Linked DNA regions of Capra hircus: region 1 is linked to region 2. The links are chromatin contacts, called in public Hi-C maps. All regions are on one chromosome and are shown on one strand. The core of a region is the stretch at or near the end of the contact, and the rest is flanking DNA. Distances in the headings are between cores, read along the strand shown.

Region 1 (3,354 bases), core at 825-3,324, 240 kb after region 2:
CCACCCCCAACCCTCTGCACCTCCAGCTCCTCTGCAAGCCTGACTCCTTTGGATACACTGTGCACAAGCCTCACAGGGGGCTGCTGGATGCAGGAAGGGCTTGTGAGGACCCCCGACATGCCGCTCCCCCCCCACCTCCTTCCTTCTCTCCGAACTCAAGCACCTGGGCCTGAAAGGTGGCCGAGGAGGCTGGTGAGGCATTCAAGCTCCTGGAAAAGGTCGTCACTTTGCCCCCGCTCCCAAGGGGAAACAGGGATGGGGGTCAAAGAGCCTGTCGCACTAGAATGCTTTTCAATCCTTGTCCCCAGAGGTAGAATCATTTTGTCCAGTATCTGAAACGCAAGCTTCTTCTAGCTTTCGTCATTACAGTAACTCCTGATGGCTAACCTCGCCCCTGCCCACCTCCACAACCCTCTGCCCCGCTTTGCGAGGGGCAGAGGGACCGCAAAACACAGGACAGCTGATGGCGCAGATGGCGCCACGGCTGCTGCCCAGGATCACGCTCTGCTGTGTGCACGGCCTCCCCACATACACACCAGTATACATTACATAGCGGTGCCCAGAGACACATTTACAGTGTGCATGGGAGGCCCGGCCCGGGCCGCATCCTCAGGCGGGGTTCTGCCCCTGAATCCTGGGGTCTGGGGGTCCTGCGGCTGCTCTGCAGCCAGCCACCCTCGTCTCAGTGTTTGATCTCGAGGATGGAGGGGTTGTGGTCCAGGATGGCTAGGATGATCTTGTCCATGTACTGCCTCAGCCGAAAGTTGATCTCCTCCTGCTCCTTGAGGGCTTCCATGAGCTGGAGGGAACAAGAAAGCGAGGTCAGAGGCCAGGAGGGGGGCCGGGGTGTGGGCAGAGGCAGTGTCCCAACAAAACCAGCCTCAGAGCCTGGGCAGGGGGAAAGGTGCAGAGGCGTAGGCCACACCCCCAGAGAGGCCCAGATCATTGGCCCGTTTAGGGGAGCCCAGATGTGTGCGATGTTGCTGATAAAGGTAGAGAATGCTGGCCAGAGGCGCTTATAGTCAGGAGTGACACCCAATGTCCCAAGACCCTAAGACCACCCGCTGTTTCCTCTCGCCACCCCCAGTCCTGCCGCTGTCCTTCTCCAGGTCGACTCCTGCCGTGTCCATGGGATGCGCCTCTGCCCACAGGCTGGAGGCTGGTGCTTGGCTCATGTGGGCACTCCTCAAGGCCAGGGGCCAGCTCCTGGCTGTGCGTCCCCAGCACAGGGTAAAGGGGTTCGGTGACTCGTGTTGAAATCTAACCTGGGTATCTTGGAGGCCTGATCTTTCATAACCATACCCCAGTGGGGCAGAAAGAGTGGGCTTTGGTGCTAGGGACCTGGGCTCCTCTCTCTCCGTAAGCTGGGTGATCTTGGGTGATCCTGGTCTCCCGATCTGTGACATGGAAGTGTTCAGAAAGCCTTCGCGTTCTCAGAAGATTAAATGAAGACATACTGCAAGCAGGTGCCCCCCCAACACGCTAATATCCTTCTCCTGCTGGCTTGGGTCCAGGGGACATCCGGCCTCCCCTGGATCGCACACTGATGACATCAACGGGCCATTCTGGCACACTCCCGACCAAGCGAACTCAAACTCTGCTCTGCTCCCAACCGCACTCTTCTCCCACCACATATAGGAAATTGGAGCAGGCTGAACTCTGCCTCCTCTCACTGCTCTGCCCCATCACTCGGGGTCATTGCAGATGGGGACGCCCAGGGGGCCAGGCCCTGGCCTGCTTTTCCTGCCCCGGGGCAGGACTCACGGGCGAGGGCCAGGCTCCACGGCGAGAGCGTGTGGGCATGTTACCTCATCGCGAGAGGCTGTGTCTATTTCCGCTGCCAGGGACTGGGCTTTGGTCTGGGTAGCAAAGAGGTTCTTGGCTTCGTAGAGACTGAGGCTCAAGATTTGTCCATTCAAGTCATCATTCTGATCTCGCAGCTTGTGATTCTCCTGCAGAAGGGGACACAGGCAACTCTGACTCCCACCGGGACCCGCTGCTCCGCGTCCACGGCCTCCTGACCACCGCCCAGGGTGTGCGTCACTGGCCAGTCCAGGACACCCACAGATGACCTGGCCTCTGCTGGGCTCCAGGGCGAGGAGGGCTGGGTCCTCAGGGGGCTTGGGGTCCTGAGGAGGAGTTACAGCCTTGCTCAGGGAGCCAGGTTTCCAGGGAGGAGCATGGCTCCAGACTACCCCTTCTTCCCTGGGGGTGGGTGAGCCGGAAGAGGGGCCCCGGAGGACACTGCCCACTCAGTGGCTCCTTCTCCAACACTGGCCCTTGGTGAGGGAAAGTGATGCTCTGGGTCCCTGGGGTGGCAGGTCAGCTCGTCTCCTTGGCTCCTGCAGTCGGGCTCAGGAATCCTGCTCTGGGGAGTTCTTTCCAGGGTGCCCTCGGCTCCTGTGTGCCTCCTGCCCAGAGCCAGCTGACCAGCCCCATGCTCTAGCTTTTGCCTCAAGGCTCCTACCTGCTCACATCTGGGACCCCGGGCGCCCCCTTGTGGCTGAGAAGGGCTGGGATTTAGGACTGCTGTGAGACGGGGACCCTGAGGAGCTGCCCCACCCGGATAATTTATTCTGCAGGGTCTCTGAGCACCCTCAGGCCCCCGTTGGGTCACTGCCCCTCCTGATCCTGCTTCCCCCACCCCCAAGGGCTGCCCAGTCACAGGAGAGCGTCCAGGAACCCTCTGAAATGGACTCTTGGGCTCGGGGTGGGAGACACTGTGTAGCTGAGTGAGGTTTCCTTCTCCCACGTGCCCAGGACAGAAGACTGGTGTCTGTTTCCCGTCATGGATGCTGAGCAAAGACCGACCCTGGGGTTTCCAGCCACCTCGCCTGAGCTGTGAGAAAGGGCTGAGCGGGCCTGATGATCAAGGTGTCGGGAGGAGCAGGCAACTAGTTACAAGGGAAAAGGAGGCGCTCCGACACTCAGCCCTGAACAGGAGACGCACCCCGAGGGGACCCGGACACCTCGTGCCCTGGGATGGGGGCTCCCGGGGCCTACCTGCTTGAGCCGCTTGACCTCGTGCTCCAACTCGACCTCTCGGGCCCTGGTGTTGAACTCGCCAAGGCTGGAGGACGAGCTGCGGCCCCTGCCCGGCCGCTCGCAGTCCAGCTTGTACATCTGCAGGTGCTCCAGCTCCTTCCGCAAGTCCTCGATGAGCTGTGGGGGAAAGAGGCCAGTTGGCAGGAGCACGGATGTGGGGGGCTGGTGGGGTGGGGTGGGGTGGGGTGGAGTTTGGCGCCCTGGAGCCCACCGACCCACCTCCTGTGTCGCCTCCCGCTCCTTCTGGAACTCGAGGCGGTTGTGCCGCAGCTTGTCCATCATGCGCTTGTACAGGTCCATCTCATCCTT
Region 2 (3,437 bases), core at 788-3,287:
GGGCCAACAAACTATGAATCTTGTAGAAATTTGGGAAGAAAGAATTTTTCCCAGGCCAAAAAAAAAAGTCCCCTCGTCTATGAGAACGAAGATGGAGAGAACAAAGAGAGCACTCTGGAGACGGGGGGTTAAGTCCCCAGAATGATAGATGTTGCTGTTTCTAGGCAGTCAGGACCATCTCCCAAAAGATGCCCAGGTCTTGAGCATGCAGAGGACTGGAGGGACCCAGAGGGGCCATGGGACAGAAAAGACCTGTGAAGATGGATATCGGATGATGTCTTGCACTGCTTGAGGTGCTTGAGAAAGTGTGAACCCCAAAAGGTACACGTGGAAGCTCAGAGTCGGAAACTGGGATGGTCAAAGAGACGACTGTTTTGCTTCTTGAATCCCTGAAACGTAGAATTAACAGAAGCCAAGATGAGAACGAATTACTGCTGGGGGCAGGGGGGCCAGATCATCAGGTAGGTATGACGGTGTATTGAAAGTATCATCATGGGCTGATTCATATCAGAGCGCTGATAATTTATGCTTCATTTTTATTTTCTCTCTGGATGAAAAACTCCCCGTTTTTGTATTGTGGCAGAAGAAAAAGAACTGTGCCATTCACAGTGTGTGTAAGCCATGCTGTGTATTTTTGTTTGGCTCTGGCATGTTTCTGTAAGTTACGGCTTTCTTTCCTTTTGGAAGGTCTGGAGGAATGTACTCTTTTGCCTCACCCCTCAATTAGTTTGGTGCAGTGTTTGTTTTTTAAAAGTCTTTATTGAATTATTTACAATATTCAAATTTACAACATTTACACTATTGCTTCTGCTGTTCGTGTTTTATGTACATTTTCAATATTTACACATTGACAATATTGATTCTGCTTTTTTATGTTTTGGTTTGGTTTTCCGGCTGGGAGGCACGTGGTATCTTAGCTCCCCAACTGGGGGTCGAACCCACAGCCCCTGCATTGGAAGGCAAAGGGAAGTCCCTGGTGCTGTGTTTATAGTGGGGACAGCATGTTCATCATGAGACCCTGGGGGGGATGGGGGATGGTGCGTCCTGCAGCTTTTTCTCTGGTGCTTGGTGCTTGTTGGGTTGACTGTGAAGGCTGCAAAGGCCACACTGTCTTTATGTATAGGAGCAACTGGCTGGACTCTGCAAGGCTGCAGTGCCCTGAGGAAAGCCAAGATCGCCTTCCAGGGAGAAGGAAGCATGCTCATTGGCTTAGTAAATACCTTGGCGCTGCACTGCCCTTGGTTTTCCGGAGTTCACATTCCTGGACCCAACTTTCCCAGGATGGTTGGAATATGGAGAAAGAGAAAAAACAAAACAACCCACAACAGCCCAATACCCTGGCTGTAGCCCATGTGGATTCTGCCTGCCAGTTCTCCCAGAGCAGATTCCCCACCCAAATAACAGACTGCTGGACCTGGAGGACTCCTTGTGTGTATGTGCACACATGTGCGTGAGCGTGGCAGGCCCAGGAGAAGTGGGAGGGTGTAACAGGAAGGCAAGCTGCACGGCTGGCTCCCTCTGTGTTGACTTAGCGGGTCTGGCTGCAAAGCCAAGGCCTTTGGAAAAGCACGGCCTCCCAGCTTCCGGCAGTTTCTGTGGAGCTGGTTCCAGGACTCAGCTAGATCTTGCAGGTGTTGATGAGCAGGAGGAGAGTTCAACTGGGTCCCAGGGCACCAAGGTTGAGAGGGTCCCACCAGGATGTGTCCTCACTCAGGGCCTGGGGAGTAAGCCACAGTTTCAGGAGAAGGCATTTCTCTCCATCTTACAGGGTTCTCCGGTCCTCCCGCTTTGAGTGAAAGAGAGAAGTTTCCCCAGGAGGCATACTCCCACTTTCTGCCATTGCAAGGTACAGTTGGCTTTCCTTTTCTTCCCCCCCGCCCCCTTTTCCGGTGAGGTGATTGTGATTTCAAAAGCCATTTCCTCTGACAGCTTCTCGTGAGCTGTTGAACAAATGTGGCAGATAGACCTTAGAGCCATGTGTTCGGCAACTCAAGGCAGGCGCCTGAATCTCTGCTGCCTGCCGCCTGTAGCCTTACCCCATTCCTCCAGCAGGTGGCAGTACAGACCCACCACGCGCTGTGTGCTGTGTGACCGCGGGGAGGGCGAGGGGCCCTGGAGGAGCTGCTCAGCGGGCTCAGGGTTACCTTCCTGTTAGTGGGCTTCCTGCTGATTAGCAGTCTCACCTGTGAGTTCAAGGGCAGGATTTACTCCTGATTTGATAGAGGAGTTTTCTCAGAAAAGATTATTGTGAAATTTAGGGTAAGAGTCATTTACAACATTTACACTATTGCTTCTGCTGTTCGTGTTTTATGTACATTTTCAATATTTACACATTGACAATATTGATTCTGCTTTTTTATGTTTTGGTTTGGTTTTCCGGCTGGGAGGCACGTGGTATCTTAGCTCCCCAACTGGGGGTCGAACCCACAGCCCCTGCATTGGAAGGCAAAGGGAAGTCCCTGGTGCTGTGTTTATAGTGGGGACACCACCCATGCCCCCCCCCCCCACCCCAACACCCATCCCAGAGCCTGGCACATAGTAAGCACTTAATATATGCTTGCTGACTTCAACCAAAGTGTGCGTATGCACGCAGGAAAGTCAAATGCATCGTGCTACATCCCTCTGCCAGATGACACCTTCGGTGGTTTTTCTTACAAAGCTTATAATTCTCGTTTTACAGAAAGAGACACTGAGGCTCAGGGAGGTAAGAGAATTGGCCAAAAGTCACAAAGAGGAGAGATGGTGATGCAAGTCATCTGACTCCCAAGTTTTCGTTCTAGTATGCTCACTCTACTGGGATGGGAAACATCTAGATTTAGCAACAGCCTAGGCTTCTCAGGTGGTGCTAGTGGTAAAGAATCCGCCTGCCAATGCAGAACTGGGTTCAGTCCCTGGGTTGGGAAGATGCCCTGGGAGAAGGGAAAGGCTACCCACTCCAGTATTCTGGCCTGGAGAATTCCACAGACTGTATAGCCCATGGGGTCGCAAAGAGTCGGACACGACTGAGCGACTTTCATTTTCTAGGCTTTCCAGGGGGCGCTAGTGGTAAAGAACCTGCCTGCCAATGCAGGAGATATGAGAGATACTGGTTCAATCTCTGGTTTGGGGAGACCCCCCGGAGGAGGGCATGGCAACCCACTCCAGTATTCTTGCCTGGGGAATCCTATGGACACAGGAGCCTGGCAGGCTATAGTCCATAGTTCGCAAAGAACTGGACACGACTGAATCGACTTAGCATGCAGGATGAATTTTGTTTGAGAAAAAGCAGGAGAATCCCAAGTAGACTCTACCTTTATTCATCAATTTATTCCTGAACACCTGCTATGTACTGTCTACTCGGGATGGAATGGCTTTTAGGGAGCCTGGCACAAATATGGACCCTTCTCACCACGGGAGAACTATGTAGGCCCAGGGTATGGTGGGAACCCTGAAGAAGG

The links. Hi-C and Micro-C count contacts between places; a contact is called where the count stands out from the background.
Region 1: a Hi-C map of blood shows a contact between it and region 2, with 4 times the contacts expected there. The contact joins two enhancer-like sites. A contact is called at or near these places in 3 of 5 Hi-C or Micro-C datasets (blood and liver).

The regions. Positions count from the first base shown.
Region 1 is chr19:18,157,862-18,161,215 of ARS1.2, forward strand. It overlaps RAB11FIP4 (rab11 family-interacting protein 4), which reads right to left. Exons shown (of 15, transcript XM_018064266.1): 12 at 3,265-3,354; 13 at 3,004-3,162; 14 at 1,809-1,952; 15 at 1-799. The coding sequence ends at 683. Among named protein-coding and RNA genes, the nearest start is that of TRNAT-CGU, 18 kb to the left of the region's middle. Within about 2 kb of position 2,075, at least 1 of the 5 cell types and tissues checked has an H3K27ac peak or open chromatin away from gene starts, as enhancers often do.
Region 2 is chr19:17,917,689-17,921,125 of ARS1.2, forward strand. No RefSeq gene overlaps it. Among named protein-coding and RNA genes, the nearest start is that of COPRS, 10 kb to the left of the region's middle. Within about 2 kb of position 2,038, at least 3 of the 5 cell types and tissues checked have an H3K27ac peak or open chromatin away from gene starts, as enhancers often do.